5 separate regions of the Mus musculus genome follow, and all the other regions are linked to region 5. A link is a contact called in public HiChIP or PLAC-seq and promoter capture Hi-C data. All regions are on one chromosome and are shown on one strand. The core of a region is the stretch at or near the end of the contact, and the rest is flanking DNA. Distances in the headings are between cores, read along the strand shown.

Region 1 (2,700 bases), core at 156-2,655, 450 kb after region 5:
AGAGGAACCAATGAACTCGATAAGATAAGCTTACTTACAGAGCAGTGGGTTAGGGGTGTAGGCACGGATGACCTTGAAGCAGCTCTGGTGACTTCCCTAAGGAGACTTCCCCTTGCCTCTTCCCACTTCTATCCTCTAGCCCCTTCCCCCAAACCATCTGCAGTTAGGACAGAATTGCATACAGCTGGTTGAGAGGGACGGCTGCATACTCAGGTGAAGGTCCCGTGACCTTCTGTCCCACCTCCTCCTTCTATGACGGAAGGTAAACCGTCCACAGGCCCAGCTGTGATGGTCTTTCCGAAGCAGGCGCAACAGAACTCCTGAAGATGCTTGCAGATGTTTGCAGATGTCTCAGAGGATGGTCCTAGAGTAGAGTGGCACAGGCCTTTAGTCCCAGCACTTGGGAGGTAGGGGCAGGAGGGTCGGGACTTCAAGGTCATCCTTGGCTATATGGTGAATTCAAAGGCCAGCATGAGCTACACTAGTCTCTGTCTCAGAAAATAGCAAAAAACAAAGGGAAAAGAAACAGATGGTGTGTGTGTGTGTGTGTGTGTGTGTATCAGTGAATGGAGAGGAGTGGTCTGGTCATAGCCAGTCAACAACATTCACAACAGCAAAGGCTTCTTTCCAACCTGAAGCAAGCCTAGGGTAGAAGGTGGTAGTGACTGTGCTCTAAGGATGCGCCAGACCATGCTATTTGCTGAACTTTTACAGGCCCACCATTAAAGTGCACACATCTCCAGCATCCTGGCGAAGAAATAAATTCTTCACACGAACAAGATCTTTAGCAATAGGTAATCCTTTTGCACTTAGGGAGCACAGCTCTGACATCTTTTATTATTATTACTACTTACTGTTTGCCTGGAAGAATGACTTCTTTGTTATTTATTTAAACTCTTAAATAGCTGCTCATACTCATCGTTTGGGGGTTGGGGTTGAAGCAGGAAGAAAAAAATGCCAGATATCTCAGAGAAGTGGCCTTATGCTAAATGAAGAAATCTTGTGGCTCCAGTGCTGGAGAGATGGTCTATTTGGTGGTCTCTGCAAGTACGCGAGAAACCCAGCAAGGAAACCCAGTCTCAGATGCTGGAATCCAGGAGGTGGGGGAAGAGGCGGGGCTCCAAGCCTACATTGGTTCGACAGTTCTCCCCTTGTCTGACTCGCGGTTAGAAGGAGGCGCTCCGGTACACGCCACCGCGCACTCACGGCTCCTCCCGCCGTTCCGCTGTAGCCCCCTACCCTTTTTGGGAAGTGCCCTTTGGTCCAAGGGACAATCTTCTCCGGCTGACATCCCGACTGCTCCCGACTCAGCCCTGCCCCCTTGGACTCACCAATCGCTGTGCGTTTGTGGCGGGACTGGGTGGAGCCTAAGAAATTCGAACGAAGCTCCGCCCCTCGGGAGCCCTTTCCCGGGAACTGGGAGATTGTAGAAGAAAAGCTTCCTGCGTAGACTGTGAAGCGAGGTGGGGAGTGGAAACCGAGTGTGCGCTGGAGGTGTGGCGGGGATGTGGTGCCGCGGAGTGGAAAATGGGTGGGGTAGGGGGGGAGCGAAATTTCGGATAATAGTAAGGATGGAGGTGAAGACTGACCGACTGAGGAGAGGCCAGGGCGCAAGTTGGCGGATTGCACATCAGGTGTCGAGCTTTCTGCACCTTTCCCTAATATAACGGACTAGTTTCAGGGACACGTGCTGATCCTGCTTTACCACCACCATGCCTCTTCACCCCAGCTAATGCACTCCGAGTCTTGATGGGGCCCTAAGGCAGGATGATAGACACCTGAGGTAGGCATGTTTTCTTTCAGGTCTAAGCCGACTCGCTTATGCTGGCTGAGCATGGAGGATCTGAAAGAGGGTAAGGAAGCCATGGAGGGAGGAACGGGCCCCTGAGAGTCTGTCTGTCAAGAACTGATAGCTGGCATTTATTCTTCTCATCCCTTCAGATATCAAGTTCATTGTGGACGAGACCTTGGACTTCGGAGGGCTGTCTCCATCTGACAGGTACCAGCCTATTTATCCATTTATTATTTTCCTCCGGCAATACATCTGTAACCCTTTACTGCTAACTTATGGGCCTCTAGAACCGTGGTTGGTAATCTAGCAGAGTATGGTACCCTCTGATGGCAGTAGTCTGGTAGAATTGGGCCTCTAGAACACATGCTGGTGAGAACAGAGAAGCTGTAGGGAAATTTAGGGGTAAATGTAAATGAAAGATGAATGTCCCTGGGCATGTTGAGGCATGCCCTGCAAACCACCCCCACACTCCTAGGATAGACTAGAGTGCAGAGAGGGGGAGGGAGAGAGGGAAAGAGAGACAGAGAGAGAGAGAGAGAAGGCAGGAGGGATTTTGAATTTGAGATCATTCTGTGCTATAGAGTTGAGACATTGTCTCAGAAAATGGGAGTAGAACTAAGTTTTCCTCACCTAAAAGCAGTTCTCATGGCCAAAATGGAGTCAGGGTTGGGGATTGTCCCCGACTCGCCGACAGGAATGCCTTCTGCTAGCTGTTGTCCAGCATGGTGCCATATTTGTTTTTCAGTCATGAGGAAGAAGACATAACAGTATTAGTGAGTCCAGAGAAACCACTTCGACGGGGCCTCGCCCATCGGAGTAACCCAAATGAAGTAGCTCCCGCCCTCCAGGGTGTGCGGTTTAGCTTGGGCCCGCTCAGCCCAGAGAAGCTGGAAGAGATTCTTGATGAA
Region 2 (2,700 bases), core at 70-2,569, 340 kb before region 5:
CCAGGTGCTCCCATCTCTGCCTAGCCTGCAGTCTGTGATTAGGGGCCCTAATGGCCATAATGCCTCCAATGTGGTGTTTAAGCCAATAAGGCTTCAGAAAAGTTACGGTATGTTTAATAATGGCTTAATGACTCCTTGTGAGATGCAAGGCTTCTGGTTCCTGTTTGGCCTTGATTTACAGCCCAACTCTGGCTGAGGACAGCCAAGAAACCTCCTCTAAGCCTCCAACGGAAGAGGGAGGTGTTCACACCAGGCCTCTTAGATTCCTTTTAAAAATGAGAATTCAAATAGAATACAAATGATGTTTGACTCCCTGCCCCTCTCGCTAATCTCCAGGGGTCCTAAAAATATAAATGTTTTAACCCGGACCTAAGGGATCTTTAAGCTCGGGTCCAAAGGACCTCTGGTATTTCTTCCCAGATCTTAGGCACAGTAAGGATTATTCAGTTTCAGAAAGGCTAAGCTATACCCTAATCCTAGGCTTCCTTTGGGTCGAGGAGACTCACCTTTGGGAGATGCAATCCTACCCTCGCTATGTCTAAAATAGCAAGCCTGAAGCAGTTAATTTGCAGTGGATCTGAGTGACATTCAGTTTATGCTGCTCAGAAGGACAATGACCCTTCTGCTCTTCCATAGCTGACCCAAAAAGCTACCTGGGCAGACCACTGTGAAACCTAGAGATCTCTCTGTCTGTTTTGGCCTGCCTGGGCTTTGGAACTCACCACCAAATGTAGATGGACCACAGTCAGCTGAAAACGCTAAGTGAGAGGTTCAAATCACAGATAATCAATGACAGTATTGAGGCCCAAGCTCCCAAGCCCCCTGCTGTTTCCACAGCATCCAGTCTCTAGGATGTCCAGGCAAAACAAGTGTCTAAGGGAGATGCCCTTGCTTTTTTCCAGCTACCAGCAAAAATAAACCGAGCAAGGTGAAGGGGAAACTCTACCACAGTAGAGGCCTCTCTTCTCAGACTGATGTCAGATCAGGCCTCAAAGAGAATGTTGGAGGAGGGATGGGGGAGGGTGCGGGGGTGGGGAGGATGTCTGCCCTCACCGTTTCACCTCCCCAGGGCCAAGAGCCACTAAGATGGATATCAGGACTTGAGGGTGCAGCTCAGAGCCAAGGACTCACCCGACTGCTAGACAAAAGGGATCCTGCCCTCGAAAGGAAGCAGCTTCCCTCTCTTCTCTTCCAACTGCTTGTGATACCAGACTCGGGGTGAATGGGGTGGGGTGGGGGTGTTCCTGGGCTCCGAGGGGTTAACCCGCACGGGGCCGCACGTGACGTGGATGGTTCCAGCATTAAGTCAGAGGCGCGGCCCCCTCTCCTGCCCCCCACCCCCCGCGGCGCGCGCCGCTCCCGGGGGCTCCGCGCCCCCGAGCCCAGGTCCCTCCCCCTTGGCTCACAGGCCGCGCGGGTTAGCGGGAGCCCCGGAGCTCCGGCGGCCTGTGAGCCCGAGCCGGCATGGACCCCGAGCGCTGCGCGCCTTTCTCCGTGGGGCCGGCGGCCGGTCCTTACGCGGCCGCGGGGGACGAGGCTCCGGGTCCCCAGGGGACTCCCGATGCTGCGCCTCACCTGCACCCCGCGCCACCCCGCGGTCCGCGCCTGAGCCGCTTCCCGGCCTGTGGGCCCCTGGAACCCTACCTCCCAGAGCCCGCCAAGCCGCCCGCCAAGTACCTGCAGGACCTCGGGCCAGGCCCGGTGCTCAACGGCGGCCACTTCTACGAGGGCTCCGCGGAAGGTAACACGCCGGGGGTCGGGGGTGGTGGTGGAACCCCATGTCGTTCTTATCCCCAGCCCTTCCTGGTCTCCCCGACTCTCCCGCTTTCTTGCTTCTTAACTTTGGGTACGTCTCGCATTTTCCACGATTCCCTCGCTAGATCGCTGCTGGCCTGGCCGGACAAGGCCAGGGCATTGGGGACCGCAGAATCGCCTGTGTCCCCGGCCGGCAGAGGCAATGGGAGGCGGGAGGTCAAAGGAGGGTGGAGTAGGGACGATCTTGGGCCCATTCCGACCCCCAAGGTGATTGAACCTGGGAGGAGAGATCGCGCTCATCCGGAGCCGAGCCTCTCTGCCACCGACCCAGAAGAGGGGACTGGGTGGAGGGCCCCGGAGCCTAACTGGGCCCCAAAGCTGGGAGAGAAGAGTTCTGCTTTTGTGCATGGCGCCCGCTGAGGGCGTAGAGGCTGGGCCTCGACTTAGTGGCCAAACTGGACTCAGCGAGGGAAAGGCTGTGTCCTGGACTTACCCAGCTCTCATCCTCGGGCCCAGCCTCTGCAGGAAAAGGTTTTCTGATGCCGTTAAGTCGCTCCGCAGAGTGGCGGTGGCTGCTCCCCCTCAGAACTGGGACTGTCTTCAAGATCAAATAACTATGTTCTTGTTTCTCAGATTAACTTGGCCTCCCCGTCGCCACGGGGATGGCTACCCTTCTTGCAGTTGGCATCTCGGCACCGAATCATCACCGCTGAGCCGTCGGAAGCGGTCCCGAACTATCCTAAATCCCAGGGCGCATCCCACTCCGGGGACCGTGCCCTGTGTGCTAAGGCGGGTCGGACCGTACCATTATCTGAGAATGCGCCTGAGTGGCAGGGCCTGCCAAGACTCTTTTGCCGCCCACTGTACTCGCTGACCCACGAGTGGCTCAGCACCCACGCCCACCCCTCGTATGCAGCCACATTTCGTAGCCTAGACCCAAAACTA
Region 3 (2,700 bases), core at 159-2,658, 350 kb after region 5:
TGGTCACATGCTACTGTAACTGACTGCCTTGTGATCTAATCCATACTTGACACGAATTAAAAATAAGTTGTGCTTAAAAATAAATAATGTGGCGTTTATATTTCTGGAAAGAAAACACACTCATCAGTTTTTATCTTGTTCAGTGGCTCAGAAACTGGAGGGCTTTTCTGTTGATTTGCCATCCTGTTCCGCTTTCCAGAGCTTCACAGCTCCCTTCTTACTGTGGTTTTGGGGAGAGGAAAAACTCCCGAGTACGTAAATAGTTTTGTTTGTACTATTCCGTGTGCATACTCGGGTAGGCCTGCCGTTTGAGTTTACTGTTAAAGTTAAAAGTAACTTCCAATGGCTTCCACTCTGGTATAACATTTTGCATACTTTGTATCTTTTTATCTGGCTTCCTGAGTTCCGACTGAACAACTTGAAATGTTGGGAAGAGGTGGAGTGAAGTTAAGGATTTAGAACTGGTTTTACCAGCACTGCATGTTCTAAAAGTTGTGTGAGCAGCTTCTGCGGTGTAGGGAACAGTGGGGAGGTTATTTGCTGGAGGTGGGTATTCATTTAGGAGGCATCATATTCAGTGAGGGAATTGGTGTGATGCACTTACTGCAGGGCTAAGGGTGCTTTAGGTAACTAAAATCAGAATGTGACTGTACTAAAATGATAATATATAAAGTGGGCTTTAGGCAATTCTCTTCCCGTATACCTACACTTGGTGGCAAAGCTACCTACATTTCCAAGTCCGCAGAAGCCAAAAAGTACTTTCGCCTCTTGACTACCTCCCTGCAGATGAGGAAGGTGACTGAGGCCAAACATGTTGGAAAGACTTCTGCGGCTTCCATGAGACACGGGTGTAATGATGTTCATCTGCCCCATAGGATTTTCGCATTCACCTTCTTGGCTCCTTCAGCAGACAATGGGCGAGCCAGCGAGCCGGGGTTAAAATCCTAATGTACCAGTTTATGTCGGAGCCCCTTTTCCAACTGAGAGTAGTAGTTCAGGGATTCCCTGGCTTTCCCAGGCGCGGTTTCCACCGAAGGAAATTTTTAGGAGCGTTTGGAGGGGGGTTGGGAGGAGGGTGGAGAAGGCGGCAACGTGACCCAACCCTAACCCGAGGGTCTCCGGAAGCGCCGCCAACCTGCAGGCTGAGCGGGGAGGGGAGAGGGGTAACCCCTAGGCCAACTCCGGGAGCCCAGCCCGCAGACGCCGAGCGACGGTGGAGAATGACCTCAGCCGTCCCTGCCACGTTCCAGCCAATCAGTCCCGCATCTTGGCATCCGAATCCAGGACCCCCGAAGCCGGAGGCGACGCGAGCCAATGAGGAGTGGGCCGGGAAAGAAGGACAGGCGGCCAGCCTATTGGGGAGGAGAGGCCCGGCTGCGCGTATCCAAGCAGCGCGGGGCCGAGCTCGGGGGTGTGGCGCAGCGCCGGCGGGGGTGGGCGGGCGCGCCGGGTGGCAGGTGTCAGCGGCGTCTGCATTCGGCAGCGATGGAGCGGCCCCGGGGAGCTGCGGACGGCCTTTTGCGCTGGCCCCTCGGCCTCCTCCTGCTCCTTCAACTGCTGCCTCCTGCCGCCGTCGGCCAGGACCGGCTGGACGCGCCGCCGCCGCCCGCGCCTCCTCTGCTGCGCTGGGCCGGTCCGGTCGGGGTGAGCTGGGGGCTGCGCGCCGCCGCGCCCGGGGGCCCCGTCCCCCGCGCTGGCCGTTGGCGCCGCGGCGCGCCCGCCGAGGACCAAGACTGCGGCCGCCTCCCGGACTTCATCGCCAAGCTGACCAACAATACGCACCAGGTGAGCGCGCGAGGCCCGGGCGCCCGCCCCGGTTGGGTCGCCCCTCCGGGCCCGCGGCCCCAGGCGGCCGCTCCGCTCCCATTGCACGCTTCGAGGCTAGCGCGAGACCCCGGTTGCGGAGGGCGGCGAGGCGCGGGGGCGGCGGGGGCCGGGGTGGCTGCGGCCCGTGGGGCTGTGTGTCGTCATAGCCGAGGCAATCCGAGACTTTGACTCGCTGCATTCTTTGCTTCTGCTTCTTAAGTTGTCAGAATCTCCCGGTCATCCCCCCCCCCCCCCAACCCCCACCCCGAATATAGAACGCCGGGTCCACCAACGCTGGTACCTACCAGGAAGCTGGAGGCATAATTACCCCTTGAGTGATCGCAGAAGTTGGACAGCCCAGAAGCAGAGGTGTGCCCTCCCTGGGTCGGTACTTTTGAGGTTGACGTCCAGAAATCCCACAGCAGTTGTTAGGTCATGGCTTGTGTTTCCATAGTTAAAGGAACACTCATGGAAATGAAAATGACATTGAAACCCAACCGTGAAATGATATCTCCCCTGCTCCCTAAAATTAAAAACAAAAACAAGCAAACAAAAAACTGATTCAAGATGTTTCCTCAGGATGCAGGCTCAGAACCCTCTAACCTGACCCAAAACGACCTTGAGAGGTATTCCGAACCAAATTCCTGTGTGCAGAACCCAGAGAACAGAAAACGGCCTCTAGGACCTAGATTAGAAGCAATTGCAGAACAGCTCGGATCATCCAGAAGTTCCATTAAATGGCTTTACAGAGTGGCCAACTGTCCCAAACAAGAGTCTGGTTTGTAACCAGTCAGCCCCCTCTTTCTGCATACTACAGGATCTTTAAATCCCTTTGCTCCAGACCCATTCTGGAGATTGGCTCCAGTGTGCTTTGTTTCCTTGTAAGTTGACCTA
Region 4 (2,700 bases), core at 100-2,599, 270 kb after region 5:
TCCAGTGGCCAACAGTGTCAAGGCTCCTATCCAGCTGTGCCAGGACACCAAATGGGACATCTCACTTCGGATCTTGCTGGAAATGATGAAGCCCAAGCCTAGGACAGCACAGAGGATGGCCATGGTCTGCCCTGCCCAGTGGAGTCGAATCCGGGTTTTTCGAGAGCAGAAGAAGAACAGGGAGTGCTCAGGTGAGAAGAGTAGAATAGCTTCAGCCATGCAGAGACAGAACTGTAATCATAAGGAAAGGCCAGTGAGCCTCTAGTCTACATGGAGCGCAAGGAAAAGGAGGTCTTCTCACACATTCAGAAGGACACGGGGAAGCTAAGGACTTGCAGCCTCACACACATCCTTTCTGGACCACAGAACAGCAAACATTCTACTGAGAACTTTCTACTGAGTTCTGAGGACAAAGCCTTGATAAACATCCTTCTTGCGTCTTCCTTTTAGGCACTAGAGGAGAAATATCTTCTGTTCCCCCTTTCCCTGACCTTCTCAGCCACCTGACACTTTACTCCACTTTCCCCAATCCTATAGGTTTTAGGGAAAGATGAAGCCCTCTTTAAACCCATCTCTCTGACCCTTAGGCTGAAAAACTGAATGTCTCCCCAAGAGTTAATCTAAGAATATCCGAACTCACCGCCAAGGCCATGAACACAGGGTGCCAGGAGAAAAGACCTAAGTAAGAATCAAAGAGAATAGGCTGACGGCTGGGCTTCACTGATACTGTCCCGTGGTTTGTAAATGACAAAGACCGGGCCACAAGGTCAGCATATCATCTTAAACCTAAACAAGAATCAGGAGCTCACCACAAAGGGAGGAGTCAAGGGGCCCTTACACCCCCTTGGCCTGGGGATTGCACTTGCTGCAGCCCAGTCCCTAGAGTACCTTAGCCTGCCCAGGACCCTCTAACGCTTTTCCATGTAGGGCCTCCTAAGGAAGTATCAGTTCTGTCTTTTCAAGCCCCACCCTCCCTGGACTTCCGGGAACCCGCCTACTACGCTTTTACAACCACTCCCGGACCCGCCCCTCCTCAGCTGAGGGTCCAGGTTTCCAGTCTCCCAGTGCGCCCAAAGCGGCCCCTCCAGCGCCTAGGCTCCGCCCCTTCTTTGGCCCCGCCCCACCTCGCCTCGCACACTCACTGGTTCCGGGCCGGGACAGCACAGTCAGAAAGATGGTGAAGCCCAAAGCTATCAGGTGCGCCAAGATCCCACTGCCTCTCCGCAGCCAGCGGGTCAGTCTCGGCTCCCTCGCTGGAGCGGGAACCAGACCTACCTCCATGGAATGCATAGCAGTGCCAGGCCGGCCGGCACAATCCAGCTACCAGAGGCTTCTTCCGGGTTTGCTATCGCGGAGGCGGCGGCGGCTACAGGAGAGGCTCCTCCCCGGGGAAGCTGCGGGGCCGTGTGGCGGAGGTGCCCACAGCGCCCTCTGTAGAGTGGGGGGGAAGCGCCTCGGCCCCAAAGGGCGGCTCCCGGAAACCTCCACTGACCTAATCGAGCTCCCAACCCACCTTCATTCTATCTTTGTGTCTATAAGGGTATCTCAAGAGGTCTGCGAAAATTACATCGGTAGCAACTGATACCAGCGAAATCCCAAATCACACACTTGATTCGCTGACCCAAGAGCATGAAACCAGTGTTCTGAGCAGCTTTCTAGAAGTACTGGATTCCCTGGACTGCTTACTTCTCAGACATTTCTGGCTTGTTCAAGAGACAAGATTTCTCCCTGTATTAACATAAATGAAAAGCCAAAACCTAGTGATCTAATCTGATGACTTCAGGTATGAAAACCAAAAGAAGCAATCTCATCATCCCTGCTTACAGGCGTAGTTGCTCCCCATCCCCTCCCTCCCACGCTGCCCCCTCAAAATATTCCAGATCCATGGGGCACTTTCAGCCTTTGCTGCCGCCACAGTAGAACCAGAGCTTTCCACAACCCCAAGTTCTGCTACACTATTACCTCCAAAAAGGTATGACCCAACCTAAAGAGTTCTATATGGGAGAAGCTTTACTCCGTTCAGGGCAAACTCACAGAAGAGACCAGAATGAGCTGTCCAGTGGGTAGGGAAATGGCTCTGTGGTTAAGAGTGCATATTCCTCTTGCTCAGGGGGCTCACAGCTGACTGTAACTAGCTACAGGGGGATCCCACACGTCTCGCCTCCGCAGGCATCACATGCGCATACCCACACACAGACACCATAATTAAAAAAAAAAAAAAAAAAAAAGCTGTCCAGCACTTCTAGAGCAGTGATCGCCAAGCTCAACCTCTGCATGGCTGAGGAACTAAGGCTGGTTTTAAGACATGGGAAGGGCAAGAACAGCCATTTGTAGAGGGATGGAAGCCCAGAGTAGCTAGAAAACCAGAAAGGGGCCATAAGCTAACTCCCACAAACCCTCAGGACAAAAACCCAAGGATGGCGTCAGGTGTGAGACCCCTTCCCTCTCAGTTCTTTCCCAGTGGAACCATAGTTGTCGCTCTTAAGCCTCTGGGGTGCCTGCTCACTCAGCGTCATATGCCTTATCATCCTCTCTGAGAAGATTCCCAGGGATGCCAGCTCCAGGTTTCTGTGTGCAGTGTGTGTGTGCTGGGGTGTACACTGCCTGTCATCCCAGCCTCTCGGGTTGGAGCTGCGGAGAGTAAGGACACTCACTCATTTGGCTACATCAGTTTCCATCCTTTTCTATGTTTCTGGTTTT
Region 5 (2,700 bases), core at 172-2,671:
CTCACACTCAACATGCCACCCTGGCCAAGCCCAGCTGGTGGCCATCGGTCCCCACCCCTGCAGCCGGCCCCACTCACACAGGTTGTGCTTGCGGCCAAGGTAGCGCAGGATGGCATTGCTCTGCGTGATCTTGTGTGACCCATCGATCAAGTAGGGCAGCTGAATGGACAAGCATGGAGAGTCAGATGGGATATGAAATCCCAGAATCCCTTCCTTGGGTGAGGACAGACACGAGGCCTGGCACTCAGTGTGCCTGCCATGGAAAACCTTCTATGAAAATGCTGCTCACTGAACAGAGAGCTGGGATACAGCCCATCACAGAAAGATGGTGTGGACAACCAGGAATGCGAAGATGAAAGCCAAAGGACTGATCCCATCTGTATAAACAGGGACACCACCACCATCTCCACACCTCCCCTCTCCTGTACTTACGTTAGGAAAGTCCAGGCCCAGCTTGAATTTCTCATTCAGCCACTGGCTTTGGTCATAGTCAGGAGCTGTGGTGGACAAGATAATATGAAATCAAAGGACCCATGTGTTCAAACCCCTTTCCCAAGATTTTCCCAAGGGGTCAGAGACAAGACTCTCCAAAGCAGTGGACCTGCAAGCTGACTCACAAAGTCATACTGCAAGCTTGCAAGGATGAAGATGTTTGTAAGGGCTGTGAGCTTCTTCATCGCTAAAGCTTGTGAAAGATTTAGCCAATTGCTAGAAGAATGGAGCCCAGTTATAAATACAGAGTACACTCAAATCTTTCCTTAGCATCTTCCATTGGCAAATCAAACCACACCATCAAGGGTTTTGGAAGGGGCATGTTACAGCTCCAACAAAAAAGTGTCAGAGCTGAGTGATGAGGTTGGTTGCTGGGCAACAATGGACAGGAGTTGGGCAGGGATCTGACTAGAAAGGATGCAGTCACCATCACCCATGGTGTATCTCTTCTCCTCATAGCTTGAGTCTGTGTATTCCAGGAACAGGCGAATGGCATGGGCTAGCTGTAAGAGACAAGAGATGGTAAAATTCTTTACCCCTTCTACACGAGTCCTCATTCTCTGACCTAGTTTCACTATGTCCATGGATGGACCAGAACACACACACACACACACACACACACACACACACACACACACACACATACACAGCTGCAAGAGCATGCCTCCATTGACTGCACGGATCCTTGTCCCTCCTCCAAGTCCTACTCTGCATTCGGACCCCTCTCTCACCCCACGGATGTCCCAGTAACCCAGTGTCATGGGCATGGTGCCGAGGTCTGAACGGACAGGCTCAGTGTCAATCTAGCCTTGGCTGTTCAGAGAGCTGCCAGAAACGGATTGGCTTCGCTTTGTCAGGTCTTCAGACTGCCCTTCCCCACCTCCCAGTTCCAGCCAATACCGGCATCCAGGAACAAGGCCAGGGCCGCCCCCAGAGCCAAGGCTGCCTGAGCTCCATTGTTATGGTGGTGGCTTGGCTGAGTGCCAAGAGCGAAAGGCGGGGCTGGGTTTGCTAGCTTCTTATTGGTGGTGCTGGGTTTCCGCTGTAGGACTGCTATTTTCTACCCTCTAGTCTAGATGGCAGCAGCATTCCCCAGTGGTGACAGTTCGGAAGGCCTAGGACCTTGACAACTGTGTCCTGAGGGCAAAATTATCTTTTATACTGTGAATACTTAAAGAACGAAGAACTGGAAAACATGATAATACAAATATATTCATGAATGCAAAACAAATTTTTCTGATGAAATTTATTTCATTTAAGTGTGTGTGTGTGTGTGTCCTGGATCACATAGTAAATGATGTATCTGGAGTTTTTTTTCTGTTTTTTATTCTGATATAACATTAATCTTTGAAAAAATTCACAAAAGAAATGAGTGCCCACTTAATCACCTGTATACTGTAGCTGCTTCCTTGTTCGGGTGCCCTCCGCTAAACTCCGCCTTCCTTGGCTTGCCTTTCCCTCTCTCCTGATCTTCCCACCCCCTACCTTTGACTCTTTCCAGCATGAGTACAAAATCTTATAACCAAGAGTCATTTCATTTTCTTTCCCACTAACACCATGCCGGGGATGCGTGAGACCCTGGAGTAGCTGTGATTGATAATCACCTCTGCCGTGCTGCTTCCTGGCCAGGCTTGCACTTGGACCTGTGACTTCTGACAATTGACGGAACATGTTTCTCTTTACAGAGCCTTGAAAGCCTTGTGCCCAATTCCCGAGGAACAAGTGTTCTTTGTCTTATGTTTCTTTTTTATCCTTTTCTCTTTTGCGATGGCTTTAGAGGTTGGCCTTGGGACCCTGTGTAACCCAGGCTGGTCTTGGATTAGGCTCAGTTCTCCTGTCTCAGCTCCCGAGTGCTAAGATTAAGGACATGGAGTGCCACACCTGTCTCTTTTAGGAAGCACCGCCAACTCACTCAGATCTCAACTCTTTTAAACACGTTTTATGTTTATGTTGGTTTCATTTGGTTGTGTTAAAATGTAGCTGAGGGTGAGGAAACCTGCCTTAGTTTGAGATAGCATTGCTCTGATTTTTTTCGACCAACTTTTATTAATGTCTGATCTCAGTGACATTGTGGGGTGGGCAAGTTTCCAGCCACAAGGTACCCTTCATGTTCTAGAGACCCGGTGAAGGCTGCCTGCACTGGGAGGTGTCCTTCTTAGTCCGCTTGGACCCCTGTGAACCAGGCTCTATTAGGGTCTCCAGACAGTC

The links. Promoter capture Hi-C pulls out the DNA fragments that hold promoters and counts their contacts. HiChIP or PLAC-seq counts read pairs in DNA pulled down with a chosen protein or histone mark. Capture Hi-C pulls out chosen DNA fragments and counts their contacts.
Region 1: a promoter capture Hi-C map of adipose tissue shows a contact between it and region 5. The contact joins the promoter of Psrc1 here to the promoter of Gstm7 in region 5. A contact is called at or near these places in 4 of 39 promoter capture datasets (the C10 cell line, hippocampal neurons, pre-B cells and 1 more), 2 of 115 datasets of contacts at active chromatin or transcription factors (fetal liver and pancreatic cancer cells) and 1 of 9 other capture datasets (adipose tissue).
Region 2: an H3K4me3 HiChIP or PLAC-seq map of bone marrow-derived macrophages shows a contact between it and region 5, with 3 times the contacts expected there. The contact joins the promoter of Alx3 here to the promoter of Gstm7 in region 5. A contact is called at or near these places in 8 of 39 promoter capture datasets (the C10 cell line, the SN4741 cell line, cranial neural crest and 5 more), 3 of 15 datasets of contacts at CTCF or cohesin (the NIH/3T3 cell line, large pre-B cells and pro-B cells), 8 of 484 Hi-C or Micro-C datasets (B cells, Th1 cells, cerebral cortex and 4 more), 4 of 115 datasets of contacts at active chromatin or transcription factors (bone marrow-derived macrophages, embryonic forebrain, microglia and 1 more) and 2 of 9 other capture datasets (adipose tissue and pancreatic islet).
Region 3: an HNF4G HiChIP or PLAC-seq map of pancreatic cancer cells shows a contact between it and region 5. The contact joins the promoter of Sort1 here to the promoter of Gstm7 in region 5. A contact is called at or near these places in 2 of 39 promoter capture datasets (hippocampal neurons and stem cell-derived epiblast-like cells), 1 of 115 datasets of contacts at active chromatin or transcription factors (pancreatic cancer cells) and 1 of 9 other capture datasets (adipose tissue).
Region 4: a promoter capture Hi-C map of hippocampal neurons shows a contact between it and region 5, with 2.7 times the contacts expected there. The contact joins the promoter of Cyb561d1 here to the promoter of Gstm7 in region 5. A contact is called at or near these places in 12 of 39 promoter capture datasets (the 3T3-L1 cell line, the SN4741 cell line, cranial neural crest and 5 more), 3 of 115 datasets of contacts at active chromatin or transcription factors (bone marrow-derived macrophages, pancreatic cancer cells and stem cell-derived neural progenitor cells) and 3 of 9 other capture datasets (adipose tissue, liver and pancreatic islet).

Annotation. Positions count from the first base shown.
Region 1 is chr3:108,382,433-108,385,132 of GRCm38.p6, forward strand. Psrc1 (proline/serine-rich coiled-coil 1) reads left to right here and starts at 1,406. Exons shown (of 8, transcript NM_019976.3): 1 at 1,406-1,494; 2 at 1,804-1,853; 3 at 1,942-1,999; 4 at 2,538-2,700. The coding sequence starts at 1,835. Gm12522 (predicted gene 12522) reads right to left here and starts at 1,309. Exons shown (of 3, transcript NR_040560.1): 1 at 855-1,309; 2 at 39-364.
Region 2 is chr3:107,593,712-107,596,411 of GRCm38.p6, forward strand. Alx3 (aristaless-like homeobox 3) reads left to right here and starts at 1,320. Exons shown (of 4, transcript NM_007441.3): 1 at 1,320-1,741. The coding sequence starts at 1,465.
Region 3 is chr3:108,282,656-108,285,355 of GRCm38.p6, forward strand. Sort1 (sortilin 1) reads left to right here and starts at 1,409. Exons shown (of 20, transcript NM_019972.3): 1 at 1,409-1,785. The coding sequence starts at 1,486.
Region 4 is chr3:108,199,485-108,202,184 of GRCm38.p6, forward strand. It overlaps Cyb561d1 (cytochrome b-561 domain containing 1), which reads right to left and starts at 1,350. Exons shown (of 3, transcript NM_001081320.2): 1 at 1,143-1,350; 2 at 641-678; 3 at 1-231. The coding sequence starts at 1,290.
Region 5 is chr3:107,930,396-107,933,095 of GRCm38.p6, forward strand. Gstm7 (glutathione S-transferase, mu 7) reads right to left here and starts at 1,422. Exons shown (of 8, transcript NM_026672.3): 1 at 1,224-1,422; 2 at 920-995; 3 at 433-497; 4 at 78-159. The coding sequence starts at 1,259.